Linked DNA regions of Mus musculus: all the other regions are linked to region 5. Evidence: chromatin contacts called from public ChIA-PET, HiChIP or PLAC-seq and Micro-C data. All regions are on one chromosome and are shown on one strand. Each heading gives the region's core, a stretch centred on a gene start, on an enhancer-like site or on the middle of the called end of the contact. The rest is flanking DNA. Distances are from core to core; before and after follow the strand shown. Region 1 holds the start of Flnc (filamin C, gamma). Region 2 overlaps Ube2h (ubiquitin-conjugating enzyme E2H). Region 3 holds the start of Klhdc10 (kelch domain containing 10). Region 4 overlaps 1700095J07Rik (RIKEN cDNA 1700095J07 gene). Region 5 holds the start of Strip2 (striatin interacting protein 2).

Evidence for each region. A called contact is a pair of places that touch in the nucleus more often than the background predicts. ChIA-PET counts read pairs in DNA pulled down with a chosen protein or histone mark. HiChIP or PLAC-seq counts read pairs in DNA pulled down with a chosen protein or histone mark.
Region 1: a contact with region 5 is called in an HNF4G HiChIP or PLAC-seq map of pancreatic cancer cells. The contact joins the promoter of Flnc here to the promoter of Strip2 in region 5. A contact is called at or near these places in 3 of 39 promoter capture datasets (hippocampal neurons and liver) and 1 of 115 datasets of contacts at active chromatin or transcription factors (pancreatic cancer cells).
Region 2: a contact with region 5 is called in an RNA polymerase II ChIA-PET map of memory CD8 T cells, with 8 read pairs. The contact joins the enhancer-like site here to the promoter of Strip2 in region 5. A contact is called at or near these places in 11 of 39 promoter capture datasets (the C10 cell line, cranial neural crest, embryonic stem cells and 5 more), 1 of 484 Hi-C or Micro-C datasets (nephron progenitors), 8 of 115 datasets of contacts at active chromatin or transcription factors (embryonic forebrain, embryonic stem cells, memory CD8 T cells and 1 more) and 1 of 9 other capture datasets (adipose tissue).
Region 3: a Micro-C map of embryonic stem cells shows a contact between it and region 5, with 4 times the contacts expected there. The contact joins the promoter of Klhdc10 here to the promoter of Strip2 in region 5. A contact is called at or near these places in 2 of 484 Hi-C or Micro-C datasets (B cells and embryonic stem cells) and 1 of 115 datasets of contacts at active chromatin or transcription factors (memory CD8 T cells).
Region 4: a contact with region 5 is called in an H3K4me3 HiChIP or PLAC-seq map of embryonic stem cells, with 19 read pairs. The contact joins the enhancer-like site here to the promoter of Strip2 in region 5. A contact is called at or near these places in 2 of 39 promoter capture datasets (cranial neural crest and embryonic stem cells), 4 of 115 datasets of contacts at active chromatin or transcription factors (embryonic hindbrain, embryonic stem cells and stem cell-derived neural progenitor cells) and 2 of 9 other capture datasets (embryonic stem cells and pancreatic islet).

Annotation. Positions count from the first base shown.
Region 1 is chr6:29,430,816-29,435,165 of GRCm38.p6, reverse strand. It overlaps Flnc (filamin C, gamma), which reads right to left and starts at 2,013. Exons shown (of 48, transcript NM_001081185.2): 1 at 1,353-2,013. The coding sequence starts at 1,707.
Region 2 is chr6:30,225,415-30,229,891 of GRCm38.p6, reverse strand. All of the region lies in intron 5 of Ube2h (ubiquitin-conjugating enzyme E2H), which reads left to right. Among named protein-coding and RNA genes, the nearest start is that of Gm31221, 49 kb to the right of the region's middle. Within about 2 kb of position 2,706, at least 48 of the 459 cell types and tissues checked have an H3K27ac peak or open chromatin away from gene starts, as enhancers often do. A contact at or near this core is called in memory CD8 T cells and pre-B cells, where this site is marked.
Region 3 is chr6:30,400,017-30,404,729 of GRCm38.p6, reverse strand. Klhdc10 (kelch domain containing 10) reads right to left here and starts at 2,875. Exons shown (of 10, transcript NM_029742.3): 1 at 2,580-2,875. The coding sequence starts at 2,736.
Region 4 is chr6:30,318,751-30,323,259 of GRCm38.p6, reverse strand. The region is part of intron 1 of 1700095J07Rik (RIKEN cDNA 1700095J07 gene); the gene reads right to left. Among named protein-coding and RNA genes, the nearest start is that of 1700095J07Rik, 16 kb to the right of the region's middle. Within about 2 kb of position 2,174, at least 40 of the 459 cell types and tissues checked have an H3K27ac peak or open chromatin away from gene starts, as enhancers often do. A contact at or near this core is called in embryonic stem cells, where this site is marked.
Region 5 is chr6:29,914,784-29,919,123 of GRCm38.p6, reverse strand. Strip2 (striatin interacting protein 2) reads right to left here and starts at 2,111. Exons shown (of 21, transcript NM_177204.3): 1 at 1,894-2,111. The coding sequence starts at 2,049.

The DNA.
Region 1 (4,350 bases), core at 764-3,263, 480 kb after region 5:
TTCTAGCTCCACCACTTACACCAGGGCCCCCTCCCCCACCCCTTGTCCTCAGGCTTGTCCTTCTGGAAAGCTCAGAGACATCTGCTGTGTCACGGAGACAGGGCTATTTCCAGGCCAGAGCAGGAGGGTGGGGTGTGTGTGTGTGTGTGTGTGTGTGTGTGTGTGTGTGTGTAGGGGGGGGGGGTTAGTACTGGGACTGGAAGAGGTAAGGCCCAGGAAGAAGCCTGAACAGGGCAAAGGGCCCCGGACTGATCTCAGCTGCTAATTCCGGAGACCTGGAGATGGCCATGAGGGAGACTAGGGAGGGGGCAGATACCTAGTTAAATATTGAAGTCTCTGGGGGCAGCTTGTAGTGGTGGGCATCACCTGGTTCCATATACAGTTCCCTTCCAGGGTCTGGGGTGCATCCTCCCAGGGGGGTCCTTCTAGTACATCCCAGAAGGGCTCTAAGAGTTCACCCAAGACGCAAACTGGAAACCTTGGTCCTAGCGGGATAGGGCTGTGAAAAGTAAGGTATCTTCTTGCCACTCAAAACCCACCCTGGGCTTCTGGACTCTCTAGACTCCTGCGCCTCCCTACCCCCACTCAGAACTGACACACCTTCCAAATCTGGTTACACTCAATGACTTCCTCTCTTCCTCAGCCTTCCCCTCCCTCCAGGGCAGCTTGACCCTTAGCTGTAGCCAATCCCAGGCCAGGTGGTGGGTTGGAACAGGGCATGGACAGGCAGGAGTCCCCCTCCCAGACGACCTAAACGACCAGGGCAATCAGGGGTTAAAGCTCCCAGGACGTTGCTCAGTGCCTTTTTAGGTTTCTGAGGCCGGGTTCTGTTTGCTCTAGTCCGGCCAGATCCCAGATGGGGAGCACATGCCTGCCAAGCGCATCAGCGAGCTTCAGGCCACTAGTCTCCCTGGCCTCAGGGCCCTGAGAACCCAGAGACGACTGGAACCTGTCTTAAGACTGCTTTTGCCCAGCGACGAAGGCGATGGGAAGCCATTTGCTTTCATGTGGGTGGCGGGATACGCCCCCAAGGAATTAGCACTGGGCACCAGCCCTGTCCTCGCAAGCATGTGCAAGCAAGGGTGGCCCGGTGGAAGGAAAAGAGGGGACTTTGGGCAGGTCGGTAGGAGTGTGTGTAGGGAGGCTGAAGCTAAGATGTTTGGACAACTTCGGAAGGGAACTTCTCAGGGGTGCCACCTGTCCTAGAGGGGTATCTGGGCTCCAGCCTGTACTGGCGAGGGAGAAATCAGACCAGGCAAGGGAAAGGTTTTCTGTTCCGGATCTCAGTACCCGCACCTATGTGACCTGTTCCTACCCCCGCTGTGACCGTTCCCTGTGACCCCCGCACTGACCGATGGACACGAGCTTGATGTGTTCCCGCTCCAGGAACTCCAGGGCCACAGACACATTTTCCAGCTTCATTTGGCGGAAGTTGGGGCGCGGGTGGAACTTGCGGTACATGCGCTTCTGGCTGAGCACTTCGAGCAGCGCGATGAGGCGCAGCCCGTCGCTGAGGTCTCGCTGCAGGTCGGTCAGGCGCTTGCCCACACACTTGAGATGCTCGTTGCACCACCGCGTGAATGTGTTCTGCTGGATCTTCTTCCACGGTGCGTCCTCCGCTAGGTCCTTCTCCGTGGACGGCATCTCGTCCGCCTCGTCAACCAGGCCGAGGCCGGAGGCGTCCGAATAGTTGCTGTTGTTCATCATGGTGGCGCGGCGGGGGGCCGGGGGAGTACGGCCTGGGGATCGGGCTGTGGGTGCTGTCGGGGCGGGACGCGGGGACACCGAGTTCTCGGAGACTTCGTTAGCGCTCTGGGCGGCGGGGCTCGCTGGCCTCTTGGGCTGAGCTGCTGGGCTGTCCGGCTAGGGCTCTCTCTCTCTCCCGGGGCGGAGCGGTGCTCGGGAAGTGCGGGCCGGGCCGGGGCAGTGGGTTTAAGAAGCCCCCGGGCTGCCGACCCCCCCGCCGCGCCCGCAGCCCCAGGGTCCACGTCAGAGCGCCGGCCTCCCAGGAATGCCGCCCGGCCCGCGGGTGGGGGCCGCGCTGAGCCCCACGGCCCCGCCTCCGCCCGCCCCTCCTCCACGCAGTCCTCAGCAGGAGCGGGGATGGGGTGGGGGCGCTGGCCCTGAGCTTCCCCATGCACACTGTACACCCCAACCTAGTCTTAGCCATTTAGGGATGAGGGACACTCCTTCCACACTCAGATTGGGTTAAAGAAAGTAATGGGGAAACTGAGGCAGTGGTTAGGGCTAGACAAACTGATCTGGTGTTGACAGAACTTTCTGGAGTTGGTGACAAGGCTGTTGACACAGCCTAGGAGTCCTGGCTTCTAGCCTGGTTGTATTGTCCACCTGTGAAGAACTCAGAAAGGAAATTGTGTGTGTGTGTGTGTGTGTGTGAGAGAGAGAGAGAGAGAGAGAGAGAGAGAGAGAGAGAGAGAGAGAGAGAGAACACCAGAAGGAGCAGGGACATTGACCAGGAGAGACTGAGTTCAAGGGGGCTCCATGACTTTTGCCACTTTACAAGAAAAAAATGCTTAAACCGTTATTTGGAATCCAAACCCAGGGCCACAGGGAAACCAAGGCTCCTGACCTGACTCAGTGTCCCTGGTCATTAGCCCATTTAGACTCACTGGCTCAGAATGAAGCTGAGCTCAGAACAAGGGTACCCAGTGAGTCACTTTGTGTGCGCCCCCCCCCCCCCCGTGACTCAACCAAGTTGATGAGAGGACAAAAGGGCTGCCCAGGTAGTACCAGGGAGCCCCCTGGGCAATGTGCCCACATGAGCCACAGGGCAGATCTTCCCAGGGAAAGTAGAAGTGTGCCAAATAGCAGGAAGAGCCCTGGCAGAGCAGCCAAGGGAAATGTGACTGGGGCAAGTGGGCAGGGCCAGGGGCAAAGCGGGCAGGAAGGGAGGCAGGCTAGAAGCCTAGGCAGGATTGGGTTGAGGGCAAGCCCAATAAGGTGAGAGACATGGGAAATGTTCACAACAGAGAAACTGAGGCAATCCAAGCTGCCTGCCACACACAAGGGAAGGACCTACAAATGAATTTACATCGCAAGGAGAGGTCAGATGTGTGTCCACTGCTTCCCCATCCTTCGAGACTAAGTAAGCTTAGCTTTGAAGGAAGACAGTCCTTAATTCAAGCCATGTGACCGCTGAGGCTTGGGTAAATCATTTTACCTTATTTCCCTCCTCGCAGTCATAATGAAAGGAAAGGCAATAATAAAGCATCTTTGGGAGCTCTTTCCTCAAGGGCAGACGACAGCGGTGCCCACTATGGACTTGGAAAGGAGTTGGGGGAGGCGGAGCTTATGGTGAAGCTCCCAGCAATCATTTCTTTTTCCTTCTCACCTAAGGAGAAGGCCTGGTCCTTAGGAGGGAGGGGGAGGGCAGAAAGGGCCAGGAGCAGAAAAGAGCCCTGTGGTGCATGGTGTGTGGAGCAGGGGTGTCTCTGGAGGCCCTGATAGTGACAGGAGAGGTATAAATAGCTAGTGCCCCGCAGCTCATGTTCGTTGGCTGCCTGTGACAAGGCGCTTAGGAATTCCACTCTCCTGTTGGCAGCCCCCTCCTTGTCTCCCAAACTGTCATTCTCCCAGAGCGCTACCTTCACCCCTCAGCCAAAACCCCCAGCAGGCACCAGCACTGTCTATTTGAAAGACACAGCTCTCCTGTGGAGGGATGCCTAGCTCTGGATACAGAGCTGGATCACGCAAGCAAAGTTGTGTGTGTGTGTGTGTGTGTGTGTGTGTGTGTGTGTATGAAGACAGACTTTTGACAGCCCACTTGAGTAGGCTCTGTAATATTGTCTCTGTTGAAGAAACCAAAATACAGATCTGGAAGAGATTACTCTCAGAACTACTAGAGAGAGAAGTAGGGGTTTGGGCAGAGTACTGGGAGCTGAACTGTTATAGTCAGCCCCTCATGGCTCTCAGCCACCTGGTGGGTGTTATGAGGATCTCCAGTCGGGCCAGGGACTCTGAGGTGGAAATGATCAGAGGGGATCTAGCAAGGGCAGAGAGACCTGCCTCCCGAGGGAGGATAGCCTCCCTAGCAGTCTTTTCGCTTCATTATCTCACTCTGGGAGATCTGGGAGATGGGTGTGCAGGCCCCACAGGTCAGCAGAGCAGGGTACAGAGTGCCAACGGACGATTCCCGGCACCCTCCTCCCCGAAACTCGAGCCTGTTGCTCTCCAGGATAAATCGGGGCCTGACTCAGGCCCCAGCAGCCTGTCACAGTCAGCCTACCCAGGCGCAGGCTGGTGACTCAGCCCTCAATATAGCCCATGAGCCCAGGCCTCTGCCTCAGCCATGCGGGCAGAACAGACCGTGCGCAATGCTGTCCCAGGGCC
Region 2 (4,477 bases), core at 1,457-3,956, 310 kb before region 5:
GAAAGGAAAGGAAAGGAAAGGAAAGGAAAGGAAAGGAAAGGAAAGGAAAGGAAAGGAAAGGAAAGGAAAGGAAAGGAAAGGAAATAAGGGCGTCTTTAATTATTTATGCAGTTTCAATCTCCTTTTTTCTTTATCTGTTTTTGGCTTTTCAAGACAAGGTTTCTCTGTAGCCCTGGCTGTCCTGGAACTCACTCTGTAAGGAGGGCTGCCTCTGCCTTTAATGCCCCTGGGATTAAAGGCATGGACCACCATCACCACCCAGCTGTTTTCTCTGTCTGTCTGTCTGTCTGTCTTGAGATGAGGTCTCGAAGTGTATTGGGATTTTTGCCTGTGCCACCATGCCCTCCTCTGTTCCAGTCCTTAGAACGCCCCCAGGACGCCTGCCCTGGCTCCCTACAGTCAGTACTTAGCCTGGCCGAGCACTGCAGTAAAGTCTCATGGTTGACTTTATTCTGGAAACAGTAGAAACTCCTGATTTGCTTGTGAATTGATGGTAGGATTTTGGAAATTCAGTGGCTGATTTTTTTTCCCTTAGTAGTCAAGGATATGAATAATGTGATTAAAATCCTAAAATGACTACAGTTTACATAGCCATAATTTGAATTACAATGGCCAGAATCCCAGGAAAGCTCTGTGTAAGTCATAGAAGAAATCATGGGTTCTAGACCACAGGAATTGACACCCTGTGATGACACCTTGGGTTCATCTTTTTCTCTAAGTGTGAGCAAGATTTTTTTTTTTTTTACTTCCTCTTCTTTGAGCCTGCTCCTTACTGAATTATGGAACAAAGGGGAACAGTGATGTGGCTGTTGACTGCCCAGGGTAGAACAGAACACAGAGACGTATATACTCCTCTGTCCTGTCCTGTTTGTGTTAAGAGACCAAGTCCAGGGCCTTGGGCTCGCCAAGCATATGCTGTAGAGCTGGAACTTGATCCTGAAGAGAAGTGACTGACTGTCTTTTTCCTGGTTGTCAGGGTGAGAATTTGGAGTCCTGCATGCCCTTTAAGGTCCACCTTGACAGAGATGAGACCTGGCAGAGGCATTTTTCTCAAGGCAGTTGAGGAAAAAAGCCTAATCAAACTCTGCATCTCTGAGTTCCAGGACAGCCAGGGCTACATAGTCTACACAGGGCTACACCCTGCCTCGAAAACAAAAGAAACAGAAAACTCCTTTCTGAGGACTGGGCTCTTACTTTTTATTTCTTATAGCCAAAGCAGCTTATAAAAGAAAGCATTTAATTGGGACTTGCTCCAGTTTCTGAGGATGAGTCCATTCCTCTCATGGTAGTAGGCGTGGCCTGGAACCACAGTGTGGAGCTTACTGAGCCACTGACTCCTCCCCTCGCCTCTATGCAGGTGGTAGGCAGGCAGAGAGGGAGGCAAGCCCTCCTCCAGACACACCTTCTAATGCTTCCTAAACTGCCCACCGCTAGGAACCATAGTCATTCCAACCACCAGCGGCCAAGGACAAGGGTGCTCAGTGAAACCCTTCCTTCTTCAGAAGGGAATGGATTTTCACAAAACTAATTTTATGCATGTCAAATCTAATAAAACTAGAAATATGAAGGAACTATATCAAAGATTTTATAGTTATCAGCATATCTATTGCTTTAATATTATAAGACAGTGGGCTTCCAGAGTGTATATACAAAGCTAATTCTTTGGGGGAGATAGGTGAAACAAAGTCTTACTTTGTAGCCTTGACTTGTTTGGAACTCAACTATATAGACCAGGCTGACCTCAAACTCTGCTTCTGAACGCTGGGATTGTGCTACCACATGTGGCTTGCAAGCTAATGCTTACATTACAAATACTCTGAAATCACAGTAAGTTTGTTTGGTGCACGCACAGCCGGAGGATGGACAGTAGGACAAACTGGGGGTGGGCGGCGGGTCCTGAGAGTGTAGACAGGGCTCTTGGGAGGTCAGACTACAACCTCAGATGCTGTTTCTCAGATACCTTGAACTGTTTGTTTGAGACAGGGCTTCTCAGTGGTATAGAATATCACCAATTGGCAAAGCTAGTTGTCTGTCAAGCTCCAGGGACCTGCCCAGCTCTGCAGTTATCTCCCCAGCACTGGGATGACAAGTGTGTGCCCCTGGCTTTTTCATGAATTCTGAGGATTCAAACTCCCAGGTCTTAATGCTTAAGAGGCAAGCATCCCCCTTACTGAGCCAGCCTTCACAATAATTCTGAAAAGCAAAGAATTTGCAAGTAAAAGTCCCTGTAATGATGGCTAATTGTGGTTTCAAATTCCTAGAGGTCCCACTGCCTCCGGGCCAGAGCCAGGAGCTCTGGTGCCCAGAAGCTGATGATCTGCACCCGGGACTGCTGTGCACTCCCCATTACAGGTGTGCCTCAGCACGTCTGTAACAGTGGGTCAGCAGTGATGAAACCGGAAGGAAGAACCAATGTTCAAGGGTTCTTTTATTGTTTGAAGCAAGCACATTGACAGAGGTACTTAAAAGTAGTAGAAAAGTTTATTAGATCTTTTTCTAGAATACGAGCACTCCCCTGGTTATGTAATAGGCAGTCTACAGTGTTTCTCTAGCCCCAAAGCCCTTCTGAGTGTCAGAGAACAAAACCTATACTTTATTTTTAAAAGGTTTTTGTTGTTGTTGGGTGGGAACAGTCAGTAGTAATCTTTGTCAGCAGCACCTGTCATAAACCACATGAGCAGCGTGAGCTGTTTCCTCCCTGGGGACTTGACAAGAAGCAAAAAGTAGCCGCAGAGTCAGTGTGGACCTTTTAGTGTTTAATGCCCACTCTGCTAGAAAGGGAAGCTGCAGAGAGACAGCCTGTCCCTGGGCACAGCATGGTAAATAAGCTCAGCAATAGGTAACCTCTGTAGGCCTCTGGGTTTTTGAGGTTTTTGGTTTTTTTTTTTTTTTTAAGATATATTTATTTTATGTATGTGAGTACACTACCACTCTCTTAAGACATACCAGAAGAGGGCATCAGATCCCATTACAGACACTTTTGCTATCTAGGAATAACTTGCTTTGCCCCACTGAAACTACAATTAGCCATCATTTCAGGGACTTGTACTTGCAAATTCTCTACTTTTCAGATGTTAAATCATGCACCACCATGTAACTGCAGGGAATTGAACTCAGGACCTCTGGAAAAGCAGTCAGTGTTTTTAACCACTGAGCCATCTCTCCAGCCCTGAGCTTCCATTTCTTTATGTGTGGATGGACTTGGTGGTAACCACCTCTGGTTGAAGTGAAGCGCTCAGCAAAGCTCAAAGTGTGTCTGGCCAAACTGGACATGGTGGCCCATGCCTATAATTCCAGCCTGTTGGGGGCAAGAAGGGTGAGGCAGAAGGATCAAGAATTTGAAGCCATGGCTGGCGAGATGGCTCAGCGAGTAAGAGCGCTGACTGCTCTTCTGAAGGTTCTGGGCTTAAATCCCAGCAACCACATGGTGGCTCACAACCACCCATAATGAGGTCTGACACCCTCTTCTGGTGTGTCTAAAGACAGCTACAGTGGACAGTAGACAAGAGCAAGTAGAGTTGGCCTGGTGAGCCGAGACGACCGGGAGAAGCAGGGGTCCTAAAAATTCAGTTCCCAGCAAACACATGAAGGCTCACAACCATCTGTACAGCTACAGTGTACTCACACGAGAGGGGGGCGGGGGAGGGAGAGAGAGAATGAATGAATGAATTTGAGATTTGAGGCCGGCTTGGAGTACACAGCAAGATTTTGGCTTGTGGCTCCTGGGATGTGTTAGTGGGACACTGCTGTTACTATCTTACCTCTTAATTAGAACTGTTGCTAATTCCCCCTGCTTTGGCTTATGGTTTGCACAACTATTTCTATTCTTCATCTTGTACGTGTAGGTGAGTATGTGTAAGTTCAAGTGCCCTGAGGGGCGCTTCATCCCCTGAGCTGGAGTAACAGACAGATATGAGCCGCCTGATGTTGGTGCGTCTGGTTGAACTCCGGTCCTCTGCAAGAACCCTTGACCACTAAGCCACCCTTTCTCCTCGTAATGTAGTCACTGTTTGCCATTTTTAACCCATTGTCTGTCTGGGGTTTTGTTTGTTTTTATTTTGTTTTAGTTTTTTTGAAACAGTCTTCTGTGTAGTCTTGGCTTCCTGGAACTCAGTTCCAGTGCTTGCCTCAAACTCATAGAGATCCCCCTGCCTCTGTGTTCGCAGTGCTGAGATCAAAAGCGTGTATGACTATGCACAGTGCCTAACCCATTGTCATACTTGATTCATTCTCCCCAGAATTAAATTGGGAAAGCAAAGAAAAAGCAATATTTTTTTGTTGTTGTTCTTGGTTTTTTTGGTCTTTGGTTTGGGTTATTGCTGTTGTTGTTGTTGTTGTTCTTGGCTGGGAAATAGGTCTCATTGCATAATCCAGCTGTCTCATACTCGAGCATCCTTGCGTCCGTCCGCATCCCATGTGCCGAGATTACAGAAGTGTACCAGTAAGTCCTGGCCTACTTCCCATGTTTTATTAGATA
Region 3 (4,713 bases), core at 1,626-4,125, 480 kb before region 5:
ACAAAAAAGGTAAAAGAAAAAGGCTATAAGCAGAGATAATAAAAGATTTGTATTTTCAAAGATCAGTGATATATGAATGGGAGGCTCTAGCAGACGTAGGAAGTCTGCTTAGAAAGCTACTGCAGTGACCCTAAAGGACAGTGACAGAATTAGTTACAATGGAAACAAAATGAACAAGACTAGGTAGCTAACTATAACTGAAGTTGGTGGGGAGCTTAAGGAGACCCAGCTTTCAGATTCCCATAAGTAGATGGATAAAGGTCCTACCACCAAAGCCAGGCACAGGCCTTTAACCCCAGTGCACAGGAAGTAGAGCCTGGAAGATACCTTTGAGTTTGAAGCCACGCTGGTCTACATGCTATATAGTAAGATTTTTGTCTTTTACATTTTCTCAAAAGATACTATCCCTGAAAGACAATGAGGACACTCCAGGAACACCACCATATTATACTGCTTTGTTTCACAGGGACTGGACACAAGACAGAAATGTTAGAAAGAAGAAAAAAGGTTCTTCAAGTATGTGGAAGCCTTAGTAAAGAAGGGTGAATTGGAAAATAGGGATAGAAGTCAAAAGAGATGAAAAATTAATAACCAAACAAACAAAAACAAACACAAAATCAAAAAGAAAAAAAAAGAGGAAGAAAAGATAGGTCTCTAGCGTCAGCCATAAAACAGACCTACACATTCCTTCCTATTCCTCACTACCACTTAAAATAGTCTGAATTACTTCAAAATAGAGTAAAGAGCTATAATATGCAGTACCTAGGAGAACAAAGGATTAGTATGAAAGAATTTATTATTTATATCAACATATATTATTGAGCTATTGGGAATTTTCTAATTTTGAGAACGAGGGAAAGATGGAGACCGCCTGTGTGGGAAGAAGGAGCTGAATGCCAGCCTGGAAGAAAGGAAGCAGAACGAAGACTGACAACTCCACTTCTCCAATTTTCACAGTTTAAGCACGTTTTATCTTCACCTCTGGACAAATGGCTGTTCTTGTCCTCCTGTGCTAAGGGAATGCAGAAATAGCGCCATACTTCAGACCCTTATTTGAAATCATGGCTTACCCTGCCCTCATGTGGTAGCAGAGAGGAACTGCACCAGTATGTTGCAGGACCCTGAGAATGCCCACATGAAGTTCATGGTGTAATAATTAATCTATGACCAAAGACTTAAAAGATTGCAGGCAGAGAGCAAACTGGGAATAGTCCTTGCCAAGGGATTTATCTTCTAGGCTTAGTAATGCAGAAAACCTAGGGTTTTGTTGTTAACTGATGATAACAAAAAAAAATGTCTCCTTTTTTCTTGTTAAACATCACATATTTAGCAATTCCAGAATACCAGTCTGATACTGTTTATTCAAATCCAATTTATGGTATATTTGATTATTTACAAATGTCTCAATTTTATTTTAATGGCATGAACAAATGGGTTAATGAACATTTCTGGCACACATCAAAAACCATATCACAAATATTAGTAATTATCTCTCTGAATAAGTAAAATCCCCTTTGTTATCTTTAAATTAATCAACTGATTTTTTTTACCACCTAGAAGAACAAGTCACAATAGTAAACACAATTCAGAAACAATCAGGTTCTCAAAACATCTAAACAAATATACCACTGATACAATCAACTTAACACTAGTCACACATACACAAAAAAACATGGCGAAGGTCTAGTACATCATTCCTGACAATTCTCTTCACGGTGAAAAAAAAAAAAAAACACGACTGCCCAATAAAATGATTTAGCATTCTGTGCATGATTTAATTCTCTACCTTTTAACAGACTGAAAATTTGTAAACGTACGCTTTTTACAACTGTTTACACACATACCTACATGACTTTGTTTTGTTTTTTTTAAAACATGTGAACTCAAAGACCATGAAATTTTTAGCAGTAGGTATATTTTTCCAATTTTCAGTTTTGATACCGGGATCACATCCTTTCGTTTCTTTATATTCATGATCTTCATTTCCCCCTTTTAAAATCTAGTCACCATTACCCATTCTGTCTCTGTACATCCCCAAATATTACTGATTCAACCATTTCCCTTAATCTTTTTTATTTTCTTTCCCATATACTCCCTAGCCAACACACACACACATACATACATACACACACACACTTTCACATGCTCATTCCATTTCAAAATATCCAACTCTGACACAGTTGGTTGGCTTTTTTTTTTTCCTTTCAAACAAAATCACTTCTATATTGCTCTCCTCTCCTTAATTTGGCACTCCTTTTGAAATAATTTTCCACAGTTAAACACCAATGTCTTTCTTTCACAACATCCATCCGCGGAAGAGGAAAAGATTAAGAACCGGGCAAGCGAAACATTTGGGAATGTCAAAGAGACAGCGGCCTCTCGGTCGGGAGGAAAATACAACTCTCCTCCCCGAGCTGTCGACACAGCGAGACTTCTCTTCGGCGTGCTCCGGTTCCCCTCCTGACCTCAACGCCACCTTCCTGCTGCTCTGCTTCCCTGTCCTCCCTCGGCTGTGTGTCCGAGGGGCAGCAGAGCCCGGCGACCGCCACCTTCTCGCCGGCAGCGGCCCCACCACTCACCTGGCAGGTGCGGCCGTCCCGAGAGCTGCACGAATCGGTTGAGCTGTCCGGTGCCCCGACCCCCGCCGGCCGCGCCGGCCCCGCTAACCCCGCTGGCCCCGCCGGCCGCGCCTCCTCCCCGCCGGCGGTTCCGGTCCCAGCCCTGGGCAGCCGACATGGCCCGCTAACGATTGCCGCAGCCCGGTCCCGGCAAGCCCCTGCCCCGGCAGCGCGAGCCGAGCCTCCTTCCCGGGCTCCTCAAGAGACCCGGGAGACGGGGGCCGGGGTAGCGCCGGGCTCTCCAGCAACCAATGGCTGGCCGCCTTGGTGACAGTGGACCAATGGGCAGTCTCTTTCTTGGCAGGTGGAGGGAGGCGGGGAGAGACGTGGTAACCATAGCTATAGCTAAAAGAGATGGGGGGAGAAAAGGCGTAAGCAGACGCTCAGAGAGCGCATCGATTCCCGGAGCTCGCCCGCTTCTCCGGGATGCTGGGGGCTCAGACCAGATAGTCGAAGACCGAGCGGGGAGGCTACGCCAGAGGAGACTCCCAAGCAGGGTCGCTGCCTCAGCATGGTCGATACTCCGGAATTCTGTCCCATAAGCACTGCATTTAGAAACATCATAGGTACACAATGCATGTACTTGGTGTTGGTACATCTGTCTGCAGTTCTGCAAACTGAGCCCCGGTCTGCGGACTGTTGCCACACACAAAGGGCTCACGGGAGGTGGGGGCAGGGGGAGGAGTCAGATGAAATCTAAAAAACTCCTGGCTTTCATCATTTGTTTTGTCTCACGGTGGCACTGCCGGGACCCTTCCCCTGCAAAAGCCACGTCAAGAGCAAACAGCTTTAAACCCGATTAGCAAATACCGAAAACTGTTCGATATTAGAGTAATCATAGAAACACAAGTGAAAATTTCAATAAGAAAATCTTTCAGGCATCAGTGAAGATCTTTATTTAAACACGCGGCTTGTGTATGCCTGCCAAGAAAAAAACAATAGAAAAAGATACTCTCTTAGATGACACACGATCAAGTAAATGTTTTACTCACACACACACACACAAACAATCCACCTCAATTGTCTTACAATATACACAGTTAACGATAGAAAATGGAACGGACGATGTGATTTTAAAATGTAAATATCAGAAATTCCCATCGTTTCAAAATTAAACCGAAAATTTGGCTTTGAAGTTGGGGAGGCGCAGTGCACAGTGGGAAAATGCAGATACACATTGCTGTTTCCAAATAAGGAAAAAAAACATAAATTTCTCAAGGGAAACAAAACCTTTCAAGATCTAATCTGATGGACTGCTGACCCCCTTGATGTTTCACACATGAGAACCTCACATGTTGGATTTTTTTTTTTTTTAAGGAGTGGGGTGGAGAAGGAGAAAGTGCTGAGACCAGAAGTCTCCTTTGATCTCAGTGAGCAAATTTCATGTCGTCATGAAATTTTGGTTTTTTGTCTCCACACCCAGTTTCTGTAGGAAAAGAAGTATTTTTATCCATTATGCATTATGATACAGTTTATTGAAATGTTTGACATCTGATAAAAAGAAAACCCATGGAGCTGGGGATGAAGGTAGCTCAGTTGCTTAAAATACTTGTCTAGCACCAAAGGTACAGTCTCCTGCCACAGTATAAAACTCAGCATGGTGACACACTCTTGTAATCCCCAACCGAGGATGGTGGCAGAAAGATCAGGCATTCAAATCCAGCCCCACTCAGATAGATACATTACAAGTTCAAGGCCAACCTTAGCGGCATAAAATCCAGACTCAACAACAACAAAAACAAACAAACAAACAAACAAACCCAGGACCACCAAGAGCTAGAAGGATGTATGCAGAGCACTGGCTGGTCGTCCAGAGGACCTTGGTTCGATTCCTAGGACTTACAGAGCAGCTCTCAACCATCTGTAAGTCCAAATTCAGGATCAGACGCTCTGTTATGACCTCCTCTGGGTGCTGGGCATGCAAGTGATGTACAGACAGACATAAGGGCAGGCAAAACACCCAGATATATTAAATTAAATTAAATTTAAGAAAAAAGGCTGGACCAAACAGAAGCCTAGCGTGATGGTGCTTGCCTGTCTCCCCAGCCCAACACCTCACTGGCAGAAGTAGGAGGCCCATAAATTCAAGTGCCTT
Region 4 (4,509 bases), core at 925-3,424, 400 kb before region 5:
TCTGAGTTTGAAGTCAGCCTGGTCTACAGAGTGAGTGCCAGGGCTACACAGAGAAACCCTGTCTCAAAAAAAAAAAAAAAAAAAAAAAAAAAAAAAAAAAACCAAAAAACAACAACAACAACAACAAAAAAAAAAAACAGAAAAACAAAAACAAAACAAAAAAAACCCAAAAAAAACAAAAAATAATAAAGTTAATAATTTCACGAATACAGAAAAAGCATTGGAAGGCATGTGGTTAGACAGGTTATTGATTGTTGGTTCCTTTGCTTGTGGATATGGGTTTTTTTTTGGCGGATCTGGGAGAAGGGACAGTCTTTTGGTTTTGTTTAGCCTTATTTTGTGTTTGCCCCGTCAAACCCTGGCTTTAACGTGTTAATAAAACTGACTAAATATGACCAGCTGATCTCCACAGCCTCTGACTTTCAGCTGCCTTTCCATGCAGTGCCTGGACTAAAAAGAGCCTGTTTTGCCTAGGTGACAACAGGGAGAGTTGCTCCCAGCAGGACACAGCCTGAGGAGGGCCCCTCAGCCAGATCTCCCTTAGGACTGGGGACCAAGTAAGTTCATCATCCCATTCCTGGGACACAGACTACTGCTTCACAAGGTACTCAGCGATCTCATAACAGACAGTTGGGCTTGCTCTTGAGAGAGAGGAATTTAATGCCTGCCATCTGTGTGGGCAAGCTCAAGGGCTCCCAAATCAAACCAGCAGGGTTTGAGAGAAAGCTACCTAATAACCAACATGCACATTTCTGAAAACCAAGGCCTACCAATCAGGATATTAATTCTCCACACCCCCACTTGCCTTATATCATTTGAGAAAGCATCTCATGTAGCCCAGGCTAGCCTCAAAATCATGACATAGCTGAAGATAACCTTGAGCTTTGGCTCTCTGGAGTGCTGGGATGTCAAGAATTTGCTACCATACCTGACTTTATATCTTTCTGGCAATAAAAACCCAGAGCTTTAAGCATGCTCAAATGCTCCACCAACTGAGCCACATCCCCAGCCCTCCTTGACTTACTTATTGATCATCATTGGGAAGCAAATCCTTGAACGCTAATTGGAAAGAGTCCCTATCAATGATAAACAAAGACACAGCTATGTACGACTTAGACATAAAATTGTCCCACCTGGGTGAATTTCGGGCAAGGGGAGAGCTCTATCATACAGTCAGGGGCAGACTTCTCAGAGAAGGGAACTATCAAGGAAATGCATTTACCTGTCAAAGGCAGAGTCAGTCCCACAGTGAGGGAAGAGAGCGGGAGTGGGAACAAATGCTACTGAGTTGAATTCCTCAAGCACTGGAAACTCCAGCACTGCATAGGAGACGAGGGAAGGCGGGGGAAACTATATATATTTAGCCGAGTGTGGTAGTGTAATCTTACACTTGGGATGCAGAGGCAGGCAGATATCTGTGAGTTTGGGGCCAGCCTGGTCTACAGAGTGACTTCTAGGACAACCAAGGCTACACAGAGAAACCCTGTCTTGAAAAAAACAAAATAAATAAATAAATAAATAGAAATTTAAAATAAGAAAGAAAAGAAAAAATTAAAAGCAGTTGTAGTTGGGTTTGTTGTTGTTGTTTGTCTGTCTGTCTGTTTTTTTGTATTGTCTGTCTGTCTGTGTTTTTGTATTGTGTTGCTTTTGAGACTGGATTTCACTCTGTAGTCCAGACAAGCCCAGAATTCACTTTGTAGCCCAGGGTAGCCCATGGTGATCCTCCTACCTCAGCTCAAGTGCTGGGCTTACAGGGAAAGTATCACACTCAGCTGTTTTTCTTTCAGAGTCTGGCTTTCCCCCAGCAGTGATTTTTTTCTCTGTCTCAGGGTTAGGAAGGAAGGACAAAGGCTCTGTAAAGTAGGGCCATGCATGCCCTTGGTCTGGTAAGTTTGGAGGGCCATCTTGGAGTCCCTCTGAAATAGTTTTTAAAACACTTCCTCCAGTTTGTTGGCCTTGTAAGGGTGTGGCAGACATGCAGATGAATGTCACACAATGCTCCCAAGGCTAAGCGAGGAGCATGGCCACTCCAGGACCTCAGGAGGAAGCGAGTCACTCCAAGAGCAGTAAAAGAAGTCAAAGGGGAGGTGGGACTGGGGTAAACTGTGCCCTGGAGACCTTGCCTTGCCCCTCCTGCCCTGGAGACAGGAATTCACAGCAACCACTGCAGCCCTCGCTCCTCCCTACGAGGATTTGCAGTAGAAATCAGAAGTGTAACAGAAAACCACAGACACAAGGGGATATGGGGCAGGCAGGAGTTTTAACTGGCTGATAATTATGGGGAACCAATACCAGCTTTGCCTGGGGTCCTGAGCACCCCTCTCCCTCGAGTGTTTCAGAAGCTTTTGGGTAAGAAGTTTGGGAGGTTATCCCTCACCAAAGGCACTGGGCAATGCCCCCGGCCAAATGAAGCCCAGGCCACCCAGATGTGTTGGAATCCCTCCTCACTGTAAAATCCTTCCATCCCAGAAGACTTCCCTCTCAGGAAATCAAAATCCAAGCCACGCCTTTGGGGAACAGAGCCTCCAAGGAAGGCAGAGAATCACTCCCCTGAAAACCAGTCTCCCAGGGGAGGAGGCAGGCCTGGGGCCCAGGTGTCTTTCCAGAAAACAAGGACCATCTAGAGGGTCTGAGGTGGCAGGGGAGCAGGCCCGAGGGAATGTTAGCAGGTAATTTAGGGAAGGGCTTCGCAGTCTCCATGCTACTTCTGAGGCAAGGAGACATCAACAATGAAGGTATAAACGAAACGGCTTGGGATTTATTTTTCTCGGGCACATAATACTTGTACATATTTATGGTCACACTGGGAAGATCTCTCTTAGGACTAGTGTACCATTTCCATTTCCTCAAACCTTGCTTTTCATTTGTTTACTTATTTATTTTTCTTTTGGGGCTTTGTTTGTTTTTGTTTGTCTGTCTTAGCTTGTGTTGAGACAGGGTCTCATGTAGCTCAGGCTGGCCTCAAACGAGTTAAATGGCAGAGGATGATCTTGGACTCCTGCTCCCCTGCTCCCCCACCTCCTAACTGCTGGGATTACAGGCCACCAGTCTACTTCCAGTTTGTTTTACTTATGTATCTATGTGTTTGCCTATCGGGAAGTTCTCAACAACTGAGAAAAGTCCCCAGCCCATTTTTTACTTTTTATTTTGAAATAGGGCATCATTAACTGGCCCAAGCTTGCCTTGAACTGTCTCTGTATCTGTATCCCAGGCAGCCCTTGAATTTGAATCTTCCTGAATAGCTTGGAGTGTCATGCCTGGCTCTTTTGATTTTTATTTGTTTTATTTGTCTTTGACACAAAGAAGCATGTAACACAGGCTGATTTTGAACTAGGTTGCAGAGACTAGTTTTTAATTCCTTAAGCCTCAGGCCTTTGAACCTCAGCCTCCTCCATGATGGGATTACACATGCGCATCACCAGCCACCAGATCTGGTTTTTCTTTTCTTTTCTTTTCTTTTCTTTTCTTTTCTTTTCTTTTCGCTTCGCTTCTCTTCTCTTTCTCTTTCTCTCTCTTTCTCTCTCTCTCTCTCTCTCTCTCTGTTTGTTTTTTCAAGACAAGGTTTCTCTGTGTAGTCCTGGCTGTCCTGGAACTCACTCTGTAGACCAGGCTGGCCTCAAACTCAGAAATCCGCCTGCCTCTGCCTCCCAAGGGCTGGGATTAAAGGCATGCGCCACCACTGCCTGGCTGTTCTTCTTCTTCTTTTTTTTAAAATCGAGGTTCTAATTCACTGTAAAGGATTACATATTAAACTGTTCTGTCTCGGTAGTCTACTCAGAGGAAGTGAGCAAGTAGGTCCTCTACATGTTCTGGGATAGAGCTGGGATTGGAAATTCAGGTCAACGACCTCCTTAATTCCTCTTCTTAGAGTTCAGCCAGACTGGAGTGTGGAAGCCCGGATTCCACACATTCTGCCTTTTAAGCACAGACTGCTACTTTTGACACAGAACACATGGGGAGGAGTGTAGCAGTCTGCTCAAGGTGTAGAAGGGACCTGGAGCCAATTCTCTGCCCAGTACCAGTAAGACAGGGATGCTAAGTTCACTCACAAGCTGGCAATGCCTTGGCCGCAACTGGTGGTCTCAGATGCTTACAGGGGACCTTGACCTGCAATAGCTACAGCCTGGGAGGAAAGGGCAGGGTATACATTTGATGAGAGATACCGGCAGAAAGGGCACAGCAGTATGCTCCCCCAAAGGAGGCTTTGGGTCTTCTTAGAAAATGAAGAGAGGCCTCAGTCCCCGTCAACCTTTGTCAACCTTTGTCCCTGATGGAGCAAGGAAGATGGCTTAGTTAGAGTTTCTATTGATGCAACAAAACACCATGACCAAAGCAACTTGGGGAGGAAAGGGTTTATTTCTGCTTACACTTCCATATAAATGTTCATCATCAAAGGAAGTCAGGACACCAACAGGGAAGGAACCTGGAAGCAGGAGCTGACTCAGAGGCTATGGAGAGGTGCTGCTTACTGCTTTCTCCTTATGGCTTGCTCAGCGTGCTTTCTTATAA
Region 5 (4,340 bases), core at 862-3,361:
TCAGAAGGAAGACCCAGCCTATCACTCTGGGGTCATTTATTTGCATATTGTGTCTCCCCACCTTTCCTGGAATGCTTGCTCTAGAAGGGCAAAGACCCTTCTGCCTTATTCACTGATATATCATTAACATCTTGTAACTTCATTGCTAGCCCCTCAAAATATTTGATCAAGAACAATGTTTCACTTCCTCCGTTTTGAGCTGTCCTCCAACATGGCCTCACCACCACAATAGTCCTCTGAAACCATGAGCCAAGATTAAACTTTTCCTTCATCGAAAAACACACCAATGTCTCTCTTGAGGAAGGAGGTATAAGGCACTTTTAAAAGAAAATCCCTACAAAGAAACCCTGTCTGTACAAGATGGTGACTTTGGGGGCAGTTTCCCCTGCTCCATTTACCTTTTAGGAACTAGGAGACGGGGGTGAGAGCTTAATGGCAGTGTATATGCTAGTGTTGGTCTCTGTACAACAAATAACCAAATAGACAGATTGATCACTTTGGAAACTGTGAAATACTATTTAAATGAATCACCACAGACTAGGACTCCCTCTGCCCCTTAACGAGAATGATGACAGTTATAAGTACTGACCAATTAATTATATGAACTGTTTAAAAGGCTTTGTGTTCGATTATCTCAACCTTCTGAGTTATTCAGTGGTAACTGTTTTACAAAAGAAACTAGGTTAGTTAATTTGCCTAAAGCCACACAGATAATAAATGGAGGTACTGAAACAGACAGACAGACAATTGGCCAGACAGACACTGAAACTTGGTGGTTTTGGCCATTCACTGTCAGCCAAGTGTCTGATCTCAGGAGAGTTGGTTTTATCTCTTTTACCTTTTGTCTCTAGATGACCAGACCCCTTTTCTGCTGCTGGGGATCAATTTAGAGTCTTGTGTAAGCTACACAAGCACTCCATCACTGAGCCACATCCCCCCAACTCCGTGGCTTCTACGTAGTAAAATGAAAGGTTAGGCTCACTGTGGTAGCATATTTTGTAATCCTAACACCTGAAAAACAGAGGCAGGAGGATCAAAGCTCTCCTCAGTTACACAGTGAGTTCAAGCCCAGCCAGGGCAAGTTGTCAATAGACGTTGCCATGGGCTGTCTCAAATAATTAAATCCAGATGAAATCGAATCAAATAAAGGCTAAACCAGATGACCTTCACATCCCCTTCCACATACATTTCGTTCCCCCTGAGTCCCTGCTTGTATGCAGTTTTGCTCTTGGTTGATAGATGGAATATGGCTAGATAAAATGTAGGGGAATAATAATAATTCATTCCTTTCCATGTCCCAAGTTAGTTTTTTTTGGTTTTGGTTTTGTTTTTTTCCTAAGAAAAGGTGGAAGATATTTAAATAGCCATCCCATTAGCTGCATCCTGGGACTGCTACTCTCAAACGTCGCCCTGGTCCTATCCCAGCTTGAATCCTGTCTTTCAACCCTCCTAGAAAAGGGGCGAGCTGTTCGCGGAAGGCGCTCCCTAAGCCACCGCCATCACCCGAGGGCAGGAGATATAGCAAGGGGAAGGCTGGTGCTCCAGGCTGGTCTGGTCCAGTCCAGTGCCAGTTGCTGCAGTGTGAAGAGGGAGGGCGTGCTGCCCGCCAGCCCACCCTCCCCTCCCGCGGCAGAGCTCGGGCTCCCGCCCCTCCGTCCAGTCCCTGCACCTCTATGCGCTGGTTCCCCATCGGTACACCGGGATCCAAATTCCGGCTTCACCGGGCGGCAGCTGTCAAGTATCTGGAAAGTATCTGTTACGCTCTTCGCGCCGGTTAGGAAAACCGCAGGCCAAGGCAAGAAAGCGGGCGACCCGCAGCGGGAAGGGACCGGGCTGAGGGCCGCTCCACCTCAGCCGCCGCTTCCCGCTGGCGGATACCTCCGGGTTCCTCACCTCCGACTCCCGCCGCTGGTTGCGGAACGTTTCCCTGCCCTTGGGCACGGCCGGCTTCCCTTTGCCGCCGTTGCCGTTCCCGTTCCCATTGCCGTTCCCGTTGCCGTTGTCATTAGCAGGAGAGCCGGCGGGCCCCGGTGCCGCGGGGTCGTCCATGCTGGGAAGGTTCCCTTCAGCGGTTCGCCTCAGCGGCTCCCTACCGTAGCTCCAAGATCTCTGCCCAGGGCGACCCCGCCACAGCGCGCGCCCGGGACCAGGCCCCGCCCCCTGAACTCCGATTGGCTGTAACTACTCTCCGAGGCCCCGCCCCGAGATGCGATTGGCTAATCAGCCATCCAGAGGCGGGGGCTCTTTCAAGGAATATTTTCCCCATGGACCCCCGGCATTTTTACTGCTCAGTTGCTGGTAGCCTGGGACTAGTAGACTCCACGTCCAGCTCCACGATTCGAATTCTGAACCCTGAGCGCAAGGCGGCTTAGCTCCGTGCTGCATGCTCTTTTCAGTGCTGTTCCTGTCCCACATAGCAGCCTTTTCCTGAGAGCCCTAGTCCATCCCTGGTCCAAAGTGCCTACGTTTCGGCGGTACTAGACCCGGACCCCCTCATCCAGGCTGCTGCACGCCTGTGACATCCCGCTTTGTCGCAGAAAGGGCTTGGCCTTCAGGATAACCTGAGCCACCACACCATAAACTTACCCTCTCAGGAAGCTTTCGGAAGAGAACTCTTGGAGGAGAGAATGAGAGTTGCGGGGAGGGACCTAACTGAAATCCCTGAGGGCTGCTCCCTGTCATTTGTCCCTAGCTGTGTGGGCGCCTTCTTTTTGGTGCGAATAGATGGCAAGCTCCCACCCTCACCCGCTGCTCTTTCCTTCCCATTTCTAAAACAATCCTAATCTAAGTCTAAGATGTTGAGTTCGATCCCCGGGTCCTCACTTGGTGGAAGGAGAGAATGAACAGCCAAAAGTTGTCCTTTGACACCAGACCTCCACACATGCTCCTGGTGTCCTCCCCGATTCCCATATACAAACAAATAAATATTTAAATTGAAAAGAAAAAAAAATCCTACGCCCTAAGAGCTAAAAGTAACCAGAAGGTAACCGGGTAGTTGAAGGCTGTGGATTCGGCTCTCTCCCGAATACAATTTAAATATATTGGCAGGTCTGGCTTGACAATGGATGAAGGGAATGGGAGGGACCAAATCGCTATGGTAACCCATGACTTTAAGACAGTGAAAGGATCATTGAGTTGGGACTGTGCCAAGCGTTGTATGTGTTTTCTTGGTACCACACCTCTTCCGGACAGGTTATTTTTTACGAATCCAGTTTTTATTGATGAGGAAATTCTGAAGCACAGAGAACACCCAAGGATTACATTAAGTCTTGTCTCAGTGTGGTAAGTATGCTGCTCTATAGAAGAAACTTCCGTTCACTTGGTTTACTTCAGTCTTGGCGTTTCAATTGCTGTGATAAAAATCCATGACCAAAAGTAACTTGGGTAAGAGAGGGTTTGTTTCATCTGATAGCCTACAGCTCATTACCTAGGGAAGCAGGAACTGTGCTTTCTGGCTTGTCCCTCCTCGCTTTTTAATACAACTGCTTACAGTGAGCCAGGCCCTTCCACATCAACCATCAGCCAAGAAAATGCCCCATAAACTTGCGCACACACAGGTCAGACTGCTGGGGTGTTTTTCCTCAATGGAAATTCCCTCTTCCAAAATGACTCTTTCTGGTGTCAGGTTTGCACAAAACCAGCCAGCACAGCTACTGATCTTTAAGATGACTCCTACTTCTCTACATTTTTTTTTTTTTTTGATCCTCCTAACTGTATTAGGTATGTTGCTATCAAACCAACTTTGCTGGGATCCCAAATTCTAGTACTGTATTCTTCTCAACCAATGGAATTATTTCTCCTTTTCTTAGGAATAATTCCATTCTTTTTTAGACATGGTTTCACATTGTAGCTCAGAATAGCCTAGAACTATGTAGCCTAGCCATGGTAACCCTCCTTCATCCTCCTGAGTACTGGAACTACAGACATGAGACTTTGTACAGATCTTAACCCCATTTCTTTAAAAAAATATATTATTTATGCATATGAGTCTTTTGTCTGTGCAGCAAATGCTTCCTGGTGCCCATGGAGGCTAGAAGAGGGAAGATGTCCTGGGACTCGAGTTACAGATGGTTGGGAGCCACCATCTCAGCTCCTCTGCAAGAGCAATTTGTGGTTTTAATGACTGAGCCATTTCCCCAGGCCCTCAACTTTTTTCTTCTTTACCTTTCTGCTAGTTGGCAGGTGATAGGGGGAAGGAGGACATCAACCAAGACCATATTCTTTGGAGATTTCTGGGTACTTTTCATGGTCCCCAACATTTCACCAGTCTTCCAGTCCCACTCCTACGCCACTGTGGATGTAAGCTTCTTCGTAGGGTCAAGCTTCATTGTGATTTTTTT